3 separate regions of the Rattus norvegicus genome follow, and all the other regions are linked to region 3. The links are chromatin contacts, called in public Hi-C maps. All regions are on one chromosome and are shown on one strand. Each heading gives the region's core, a stretch centred on a gene start, on an enhancer-like site or on the middle of the called end of the contact. The rest is flanking DNA. Distances are from core to core; before and after follow the strand shown. Region 1 has its middle 41 kb from the start of Ppp1r3b. Region 2 overlaps LOC102553369 (a long non-coding RNA gene). Region 3 holds the start of Ppp1r3b (protein phosphatase 1, regulatory subunit 3B).

Region 1 (3,814 bases), core at 923-3,422, 42 kb after region 3:
CTGAAATTATTGCAACAAATTCCCACCAGTAACTCTTCTGCTTCTAAATCTCTCATGTCACACCCCTAAGAGCCCCCAACTTTAGCTCGGTCACCCCATGTAATGGTCCTTTCTGAGTATTTTGTACTTAGTACTTTGAATGCAATGTAGTTGAGGAGCAACCTTCTTCCTGGGTAGTAAGCTCTGTGGAGGATGCTCTGGTGAATGCGACTGTGTGTGTTCCCAGGGGCTGGGAGGCAGGGAAGGGGAGAGAGGGGCTTTAGCTTGGAAGAAGGTGTCATTGCATGCAGTGTTCTTGCAGAGGCTTGCAACTCCAGTCTTGAGGATCTCACGGATCTGGTGTCAGCTCGCCTGAAGGATGAAGTAATGAGCTCCAAGCTCTATTCTGTCTACCCTCTGTCTGTCTGTCTCTATTCTCTGTGTCTGTCTGTGTCTGTCTGTCTCTGTCTCTTGTCTGTCTGCCTGTCTCTGTGTCTGTCTATCTCTGTCTCTTGTCTGTCTCTATTCATTGTTGTCTCTGTGTTTGTCTGTCTCTGTCTCTTGTCTGTCTGTCTCTCGTCTGTCTGTCTGTCTCTGGCTCTGGCTCTGGCTCTTGTCTGTCTGCCTGTCTCTCTGGCTCTGTCTTTGTCTCTGTCTGTCTCTGTCTCTTGTCTGTCTGTCTCTCTGTGTCTGTCTGTCTCTGTCTCTTGTCTGTCTGTCTGTCTCTCTGTCTCTGTCTCTCTCTGCCCCCACCAACCCCGCTGTCCTCCAGATGACTCAGCTCACAGAGCAAGAGTCTTCCTTCTGACACTGAATTTATTTGCTTAAGAGGCCCCTGCTCCGTTCAGACCACCTCTCCTTGTTTGTCAGTCCCCAGCCTTAGGATAACTCATGGCTGACTCTACTCTGGGCAAGGGAAGTAAGGAGGGGCAGAATACCTTCTTCCATGTTCTCAAGAGAGCAAGAACTCAGTCAGGCCTGATGCTGCCTCCACAGTGGGAAAGCAGAAGGCCTGGGCTCAAATTCCTAGCAGCTTTGCACCCATTCTGACAAGATAAAAGCTACAAATAATTTATGAAGCACACAGCCGACTTTTAGCCGGTACAGTAATCACTCTCGGCAAGAGAGAAATGCGTGGACCCCAGGGTTAAGAAAGGACTTTGTGGAGGAAATGGAGTTGGAAGCTGACCTTGTGCAGTGAGGAGTTTGATTGCACTGTCTGGGAACTGTGGCTCTCTGATTTGGAGCAAGAATCAACATTAACCCACACGTCAGTCTCCTCCAGGAACACGAACAATATTCTTGGGTGATATCCTTACAGGAACATTCCAGTTTCTTTCAGAGGACCATGGGGTGGGAATGGAGACCACAGGGACTATGTCGTTAAATTGTTTGTTGGATGGAGATGGGAGGGGGAAGCTTACCTCAGCCCCTGCACCGTCTGGGCATACCAGAGACGAAGCAGGGGTGTGGCTGTGATAAGCACTGGTTTCTTGCTGACCCAGGTCACCCCAGCTTTCAGTGACAGTTTCCATTTCAAAATGACCTCTCAGGAAAGCAATGCAGATGCCTGCCCTGTGTCTGCAGCTGAGGGCGCGGTTTGTAGACACTGAACGGGGCTGACATGTATGGGCGCCTCCCGTGATAGCTCTGGCTATATTTAGTGCTGAGCTCGAGTTACACCCGTGGACTCCAGCATTATGCATGGCGAGCCCCAAGAACAAACACAAATGTGGGGGCAGGAAAAATAAAGAGAGCAAAGAGCAGGACTCCAGAGAATAAATACGCACAGGCCCCGGTGCAGATAGATGATGCAGGTGGAGTCCCTTCGCGGCAGACAAGGTTATAGACTGCAGGGGGTGTCTTCTCTCTTAGTAAAGAGGTCACAGCGTTAAAATGAACCTTGAGCAAGGTACCTGTCTCAAACACCCCTTCTCTATTGGCTCCTCCTTTAAGCAGAGAACTCAGTTTAAGAAACTCAGAAGTCATGTCAACTCTTAGTCCCCACTTCCTCCCATAAACAGAAGGGGACTGAACTATGCAATTACCTAACCCCCTCTCCAACTTCAAGAAATTGCTGGAAGCTGTCGAGTGTCCCTGTTTTTCCCCTCCAAACTTTGTTGACACGGTGACCTACCTGTCCTCCTGACCATGCCCTCAGAGAGATCAATTGAGCAAAGAACACACTTTTCTTTCTTTTTTTTTCTCAGAAACTAGACTTGATCAACTTTAAAATTTAACAGCTTAGCTGTGCTTCGTGCAGCAGAAACTCGGCGGACTGGCAGTTTAGCGGAAGGAGGAAATTTTCCTCCCCAGGTAGACAGTGTTCCCAAGGGGCCCTCTTGGTGAGAGGAGTCCCAGGGCATCCCACCCTTCAAGCCCTTCATGCTCAGCTGACCACATCCCCCGCTCCTCCAGACAGGGCAGAACCTGCATTGTACCCTGCCAGCAGCCTGGGTGCAGCTGTCTTGCAGCGAGATGTGAAGCCAGGAGGGTGTGTCCCCTAATCCCCCAGCCTCTTCCTTGCTTACCGAATGGCATTTTCTAAGTTTCTATCCTAGCTATCTAGGACTCCTCTGCTCTTTGCTTCAGAGCCCAGTCTCGGGTGTGGAATCTCTATCAATTTGAGTGATTAGTGATAACATGCTTTTGCTCACTTTTGCAGGCTGTAAATTCCTTAAAGGCAGGGACAGAGCTGGAATCAGGGCTGAGGACCTCATCTGGTGCTATGGAAGGTGGTGAGAGCTGCAGGAAGTAGGACGTTAATAGGTCTTTAGGTCTTTGGGGGTCTGCCTGAAGGGAACTGTGGGACTCCACTTCTTCCTTCCCCCTTTTGTTTCTTGGTTCTGAGATGAGTGGTTTTGTTTGTGGGGTGTCCCAATCAGGATGGGTTGTTAGGCCATAGGCCCAAAGCAACAGGATCAGACCCCTGGTTAAAGCAATGAGCCAGAAGAAATATTTTCTCTCTCTAATCAGATCATCTCGGGGATTCATTACAGTAACATAAAACTGGCTATCACCTCTTTAAATCGTGGAATTTTTTTTTCAACTCTGATGAAACCCAGGGATATTGTCCCCACCCAAGTGCTGATGTAACAACACACGAAAATCCCCCTACAGTTTGGGAAAGATCATCACTTCTTAGCTAGAAAAGGTTTAAATTTCAAAACTGAAAAAGTGTGAGCCCTTATCTAAAAATGAGCTGGAGCAGGGCGGTAGTGGATTAGACCTTTAATCCCAGAACTAGGGAGGCAGAGAATCCAAGGCCAGTCTTGTCTAAAAAACGAGTTCCAGGACAGCCAGGACTATACAGGAAAACCCTGTCTTGGGGTGGCAGGGAGGTAGGGAGCTGGGCAGAGGCAAGATGTTTATATTCATCACCCCTCACCCTTCCCCAGGGACAGAGGCCTAATGCCCCCAGTCCTCACAAGCATGCAAGACAGACGGCACCACCACACTTCTCGTGGTCTCACAGCTTTTCCACTATGAAACACCAGGGTTCTTCCACTCTGAACATCATTTTCTTCCCTCTGTAGCATTATGCTTATGAGTCGTGGAGTCTTGGGAATCCATACTCACCGCACTTCTACTATGTTTTGATGGTCAGAGCCCAACAAAGAGATGTCGTGAACCAAGTGTGGTAATTTGAAAATGCTTGGCCCAGGGGTAGCACTGTTGGGAGGTACGGCCTTGCTGGAGGAAGTGCATCCTGTGGGGTGGGCTATGAAGCTCCACCCAGTATGGAAGTCAGTCTTCTCCTAGTGGCCTTCAGAGGAAGATGTAGAACTCTCAGCTCTGCCTGCACCATGCCTGCCTGGATGCTTCCATGTTCCCG
Region 2 (3,733 bases), core at 389-2,888, 59 kb after region 3:
GCAGTGTTTAAAAGGCAGCAAAAGTCCTGGCAGGAATGTAGACTAGAACACAATTTCTGGGCCTTAAGTAGTAAGCTTTCTCTATGGATCCTATCCCAGACAACCGAAGACCTCTGGCTAGCAGTTGTTTTTCATTTGCAACCATTGTTTTTTCCAACATTCCCCAAGGAAGAAAAGAATTTTGTTTTGTTTTGTTGTTGTTGTTGATTTGTTTTTTGTTTTCACTTAAAGTGGATCAGAATAAGGCACGGCTACTGCACTCAAGACCTTCATTATCTCCAGAAACTGTTCCACAGCCACATTTAGTGGCTCAACAGATAGGCTGCTACTGTGATTGGCTTTTGAGGGTTACCAACAAATAGAACCCATGCAACTCCAGATAAATAGCAAATATTTATTTTAATATGTGTGTCTATGCAACATGAAGGACTGACTCAAGTTAAAACATATTCTAGATCTGAAATTTAACAGTAAGTGGGCATCCACATTTTATCTGGTTCCTTTACTCCGGTGGCTTTTAAAATTTAGGCGATGCCACCTGCCTCACCCTAATTTACCTCATGCTGCACCTCAATGTACCCAGAGTGACTGGACTAGAGTCATGTAGTCATGAGTCTGGGAATTTCATGACTGTCTTTCTTCGTCTTCCTGGAAAGGCGTTCCACACAGCTGGATGGCTTTGAGGTCTGGGTCCTGCCTAGCTCCTAGTCATTGAGGGGAAGGAGAGAAGCATCTGTTTGTCACCAAGAAAATCTGTTCTCTAAGATGAGACACCCAACACATCCACCCAACCAATGGAACTGAGATTCAAACTCTTTAACTACACCCAGCATTTTTGCTGCTACATAGTCTGCAGGAACAAATCGGTGTAGACTGTGGTCTTCAAAGGAAGCACAGCTGTCCTGTGCTGGAGAGCAGGAGACAGCTTGTGTCCAACTTAACTCTGGCAACCCTGTCTCCACCTGTCACTGTCGGCTCCAGATTATCAAGGCTAAGATGATGGAGTTTCCGAAGGTAGAAAGTCGTCTGCTTTCCCTGCCAATCACTTGACAACTCATTAGCATCCTGACTGGAAGTGAGCCAGAGGAAGGAAATGATAAACCACCATGAGTCAACATGTTTCTTGCCAGAAGTTCTCGGAAAGGGAGCAAGAGACGTGTGAGGGAGAGAAATCCGCAGAGAAAGTTTTAGGGGTCGTGGGGATTTCTCCTTGCCCTCCAAATCAGAAATAAACAAGGCCTATCTCTTAAGGTTGACTTCTCCAGATAGAATGTTCTAGAAAGACGCTCAATTCTGTTGCCCACAACCATAAGAAAGGTCCACCCTTCGTTCTTTCTATTCTGCTGTGAGGTTAAACAAAGGTCAGAGTGGTAAAGGGATGGGAGGAGGCAGTGACGTTTTGAGCTGGGTGTAAGATCCAGGTCGGGGAGAAGGAAGATAGAATTCCTCGGGAGACAGCCACATGGTTCACAAAGTCACTGTCAACAGGTATGTTTGATAATAAGAACAGTCTCCCCCAACTGTAGGCTGTTGAGAAGTGTAACCAAAGAATGACATCATTTGCAGTACATAAAAAGAGCCGTTTGCTTTTGTTTGTTATAGCCGTTTGCTATAGTGTTTGCCTTAAATGGGAAAGACAGCAACAGGAAGAGGTCAATATGCTCAAAGTTCATTGGTGTGCGTGCCTGAAAATGTTATAATGAAGCTATTGTACACTGACTAAGAATTAAAAGTTCTAAGTAAGGAGTCTAGGGATTTAGTGCTTCATAATAGGGCAAAGGGGAAAGAAATCAGGGTCAGGGGAAAAAGCAGAGCTAAATAAACATGTCGGAGAGAAAGGTGGCCAGAGAGAAACTGCCCAAACCAGAGACAGCCCGGGTGTTCTAAAATAGTTATCTCAGCAGCCATTCACAAAGGATTTATTATGGGAATTTTCAGTCATATACAAAAATAAGCAGGCTTGTATAATGAACCCCAGTGTGCTATTTATTCTGGGCTTCAACTATGAACTTAGTCTCGTTTAACCAAATTCTCTGCCCACTTGCCCTTCCAGCATGGGTCATTTTGAAGAAAATTCCATACATTATATTTTATCAATTAATATTTCGATACAGCATTTTAAGGTTTAACTCACCAATTCTGATCTGTATGGTTTCTCCAAAGTTAGCCAGTTTCCACTCAATCTGTTCCTACGGAGCCTGTAGAAGGGGCAGAATGAAGAGGAAACCATGTTCCCACCACATGATTGGAAAGTCCACAGTTACAATCCTGAGAGTTTAGGGTCCCCAAAATGCATAGAAACCAGTTGACCATGGCCAATAAAGGCAAAAGTCAACAAAGGAGAACAGAAGAAACCCATGAACAGCTGTAGGAAACCAGAGGAAGATGGTGGGGCTTCTACACAATTCAGAATGTTCGCTCAAATGCAGGTTGGCCATCAAAGCTCCTAGAGGCCTGTAGGACATAGCCATCAGGTAAGACTACTTGGGCTACACAATTGTTTAAACTCCAAGCAAGTTCTTTTGTGCTCACATCCCAGGCACATTTTAAATAAGATTGTCAAAGTTCAAAAGAGTCCCCATAGGTCATGTGTTGTGTTGTATGTATGTATGTATGTATGTATGTATGTATGTATGTATGTATGTATGTATGCATGCATGCATGTATGCATATATATATGCATGTATGTATGTCTGTATGGTATGTATGTATGTATCCATTCTATCTGTCCTATATCTTATCCATCCATCCATCCATCCATCCATCCATCATCCATCCATCCATTCCACCCACCCATCCATCTATCTACCCACCCACCCATCTATCTACCCACCCACCCATCTATCTACCCACCACCTACCACCCATTACCCATCACCCATCCATCCATCCATCCATCCATCCATCCATCCATCCATCCATCCTATCCTATCCTATCCTATCCTATCCTATCCTATCCTATCCTATCCTATGCTGTCCTGTCCTATCTATACTACTTATCTAGACGTAGTTTTTTGAGACAAGGTTTCTCCTTGTAGCCCTGGCCATCCTGAAACTTGCTCTTTAGACCAGGCTGGCCTTGAACTCGGAGATCTACCTACTTCTGCTCTCGTGCTGGGATTAAAGGCAGGTACCACTCACTACTGCTGTCCGGCTATGTGTTGTACCTTCAATCCCCAGTGTGGAGGGGGTGATTAGAACCTGACATTTCTGGCCTCGTACATGGTTAAATGCCATTAACATAGGAATAGGTGAGTTACCCTGAGAGTGCACAATCGCAAACCAGTTTAGCGTCCTCTCTGCACCACACAATGAAGCCCACCATCTGTCCCCAGCTAAACTATTGTTGTTTTCCAGAATGAAATGGCCTCAGGAACTTTAGTCAGGGTGCATCTACAGAAATGGGGATTTAACAGTACTTCCTTACCCCGTGTACTGGATAATCCTCCGCAGTGTTCCGGACCTTCGCCAAGGATCTGCTGTCAGCATTCTTCAGCAAAGATCCCTGAAGAGTTTTTCTGAAATGTCATTTCGTTCCCAAGTTGAAATTCCACAATAAATCTTTTACCCCCTCCCCATGAGTGTTTCTGACACCCATGAAGAATTTCCCTTTCAAAGATCTGTCTTCTTACAATCTCTCTGAAAACTCCTCTTGACACCAACCTCCCAGGTAAGACCACACCCCTTGGCTCATAATCTTGCCTGTGGCGTCTTTAAGGTGTTTTTTTTTTAAT
Region 3 (3,416 bases), core at 208-2,707:
TGGTCAGTATCTCCTCTCCCCTCCCTCCTCTCCTCACGTAGCCTAGCTCAGGGTCACATTTGCTCTGAACTCTCCCAGATGTCTCTGCCTACGGCTATGCTCTCCCTCGAATCCACACTCAACCTTGTTCACCGGACTGGTAGCCATGTCCTTCCTCTCCCTCTTTCCCTCTCTCCCTCTCTCTCCCCTTTCTCCCTCCCTCTCTCTCCCCTTCCTCTCTCCCTCTCTCTCCCCCTTCCTCCCTCCCTCCCCCTCTCTTTCTTTCTTTTCTTTATCTCTTTCTTTCTTTTTTTTTTAATTCACTAAGTTCAAGTACAGCCTGGTCTACAGAGTGAATTCTAGGATAGCCAGGGATATCCTAGAAAAGCTTTGTCTCAACAAACAAACAAACAAACCTCACCAAAAAGTCAGTAAGTGGTGGCGCACACTGATAATCCCTGGAAAGCCATAAATTTGCAGCTAGCCTGAACTACAGAGTTAAGTTGGAGATCTCTGTGAGCTACATAACAAGATGCTGTTTCAAAACAGTAAGGGTGGGTGGGTGGTAGATTTGTTTTAATGTGTTGACTTAACACTTTTTAAAGTTGGCAACCCTGTATCAATTAGCAACATCCCGAAAAATTCACTACTCATTAAAGGTAGAAAACTATGAGCCTACCTCAAGTGGCCGCTCAGATCCATAGATTTCCCAAGAGGAGTCATTGGTTCCTAAAGTCACTATCATGTACAGAACCCCAGGGGCACAGAGGCTGGGGACAGCAGATGGCTACTGTATCCAAGTCAGGCAGTCTCCTAAATACACCACTAATCCTCAGCCACGACTGCAGTCCTGTGAACATGAGAGTGATGTTCCACCAGATAACATCTCCAAGGAAAAGATTTTGCTAGCGTAATTAATGGCCAGAAAGCAGGATTCAGCGAATGCTTGGGACACTACAGCTGAAGATGCAGATAAAATCAAAATGGGGAGGGAGTGGAGAATACTTGCCTCTAGGCACTCTGGGAAGGTCATAGCCATCTGTAAACCCTGGGGCTTTTTGTCCTACATAGGGCAAAGGAGGAGCCAGTGGAAAGACAACACAACACTGCCTTTTACACCCGGGAGTCTATGATCTGGTTAGAACTTTGTTATAAGCAATAGGGAACTTTGCACACAGCCTATGATCCTGGGTCAGTCTCTCTACAACCGGACCTTCCACCGTAGGAAATCGCCTCCACCCCTTGGCGTGGGTACCCCGGCTCCTGATGAAACTGTGACCTGCTGTCCCTGTCCCAAATCCTGGATTCCAGCCCTGTCACTCGCCACACGCTGCAGATCACGTGGCGGAGTGCTGCTCGCCCCAAGTATGGCTATTGGTCCGCGGCTCGTGTCCAGATTGCTCATTGGCTGAGTCCCGCGTTCACGTGGGGGAGGGAAAAGGGGGTCTTGGAGAGCACCCTTAGTAGGGAGAGGTGGCTGGAAAGTTAAAGGGCGCCACGGGCTGCTGGAGCCAGAATCCAGAGTGCTGAAAGCCAGAGAGCAGGTGAGAGGGCTGCTGTTGCAAGGACCAAGCCGAGTGCCTGCCCCGCTTTTGCCGTCGTGGTTGCTGTCACTGTCATCCAGCTCAGATGGTGGGGCGGGCTGAAGGGTCTCCCCTCCATAGTCAAGAGCTGTACCGGGTACGTACCTCCCCAAGCCTCTAGCTCAAGGTACAGGGCCAGGAAATCTGCGGGTGAGGGGCACGCTGGAGAGTTCCCCGCCACTTAACCACTTGTCTCACTTACACTGACTCACAGGGCTCAGGTAGTTTGTCGCTTCAACGTGCAGAAACATCTCAGGGACTCGAGCTGGGATGGAGCCTAGAGGGGAGCCCCGAAATCCCTGCGCCGAGTTAGCCCGCGAAACGTAGCCAGGGGGGACGTCCTGAACAGAAAAGATGTGGCAAGTCCTGTTATGGCACATCCCCAACCTGAGATTTGACACTTTTGGAGGACAATTCCAGGTTTTTGCTGCGGAATCTGGAGTCCAAACACAAGCCCCCCAGGGCCTCAGTTTCCCGTTTTACGAAATAGATGCAAGAAACCCCGCGTCCCAGCCCTGACTCCATCTAGTAGTGTGGACTTGTTCCTACTACTCCCTAGTTTGGTTCAGATCACCCTTTGCTGCACTCAGGCAATAGGATCGAGGTGAGCTCCACCCGGGAACGGGGCAGCCCGCGTGGGGGTGCTCGTGAGGCGCTGCTCCCGTCTGGGTTGTCCGGACGCCAGGTCCCGCCCTGGTGTGATAACTTGGGCTCCTCCCTCTTGTTCGTCTCCGGGAACTAAGCCCAGGCCCTACCTCCGGGACACCCCGACGCTCACGTAGTTCAGTGGCAGCAGTCAACCCTGTCACTTCTCTTCAGGCTCTCCCATGAGGCCAGCGAGCAGCGACCCCGGCTGCAGCGCCGCGGGAGAGGTAGGTGCAGACCCTGTCGAAGCAGACTCGTGGGGAGACCGGGGACCGGGTGCAGGCACAGCACCCTCGGAGAACGGCTGGTGGGATCGGGACTCGCTGACCTGCCCCCAGGGACTTGTTCGCAGCTGCCGTTTTGAACCCAGAGAAGAGGCTGGGAACCGGACAGTAGTTTCAGAACAGTGGATGGCAGGCCCACGGAGAAACAGAGACGAGAAAGCTACAAAAGTCTTGAGTGGGGAACTTGTAGAGTTGTTGGAATGTGGCCCTCTCTCAGCTTGCGGGTCCAGGAGAAAGAAAGGTTTCTTCTAGGCAGGGAAGGAATTGGTCCATTTGGCAAAGACGTCCAGGAACCAGGGAGAAAGTGGAGACAGTTGAAGTCGGGCCATTTAGGGGAAAGTTAGTGGGAAGAGACGCATCGTGGCCCTGTTAGCAACTCTGTTGGTCGGAGCTGCGAGTGACCTCAGAAGAAAACTTATAAGAGTTCATTTGTTAAAGCTCAGCTGAGCAGAGGCATTCTTTTTTTTTTTTTTTTTTTTTTTGGTTCTTTTTTTCGGAGCTGGGGACCGAACCCAGGGCCTTGTGCTTCGAGCAGAGGCATTCTTAGGCCTGTGCTTCCTGCTGCCTTTGACTGGTTCGGGCTCTGTCATTCAAAGCTACCCGACTGCTCATTATACAACCCCATTCAAAAACATTTATCTCCAAGGATTGAGGGGCAGGTATGCATTAAGGCTGGAATAATTAGGGTCTGTGTACAAAAGGGAACCAATGTCAACTTCGTACATGTATAAGTATCAGCTAAACATTTGGGGGAGAGAACAGAGAATTGCTGAAGGGGGAAGGAGTGGATGGTGGTGTCGTGGATTGATCGTGGATTTTTATCTAATGAAGTATTGCAGTGAGCTGTTAACCTGGTTTTGGCATCCGAGTGGAAGAGTTACAGAAAGAAGGTCTCAGTCAGAAACTCAGTCGCTCAACTGCCTGG

What was found. Hi-C and Micro-C count contacts between places; a contact is called where the count stands out from the background.
Region 1: a Hi-C map of liver shows a contact between it and region 3, with 4 times the contacts expected there. The contact joins the enhancer-like site here to the promoter of Ppp1r3b in region 3. A contact is called at or near these places in 2 of 12 Hi-C or Micro-C datasets (both in liver).
Region 2: a Hi-C map of liver shows a contact between it and region 3, with 2.6 times the contacts expected there. The contact joins the enhancer-like site here to the promoter of Ppp1r3b in region 3. A contact is called at or near these places in 2 of 12 Hi-C or Micro-C datasets (both in liver).

The regions. Positions count from the first base shown.
Region 1 is chr16:63,502,494-63,506,307 of GRCr8, reverse strand. No RefSeq gene overlaps it. Among named protein-coding and RNA genes, the nearest start is that of Ppp1r3b, 41 kb to the left of the region's middle. Within about 2 kb of position 2,172, at least 4 of the 93 cell types and tissues checked have an H3K27ac peak or open chromatin away from gene starts, as enhancers often do. A contact at or near this core is called in liver, where this site is marked.
Region 2 is chr16:63,484,201-63,487,933 of GRCr8, reverse strand. All of the region lies in intron 3 of LOC102553369 (a long non-coding RNA gene), which reads left to right. Among named protein-coding and RNA genes, the nearest start is that of Eri1, 59 kb to the right of the region's middle. Within about 2 kb of position 1,638, at least 4 of the 93 cell types and tissues checked have an H3K27ac peak or open chromatin away from gene starts, as enhancers often do. A contact at or near this core is called in liver, where this site is marked.
Region 3 is chr16:63,543,716-63,547,131 of GRCr8, reverse strand. Ppp1r3b (protein phosphatase 1, regulatory subunit 3B) reads left to right here and starts at 1,457. Exons shown (of 2, transcript NM_138912.2): 1 at 1,457-1,659.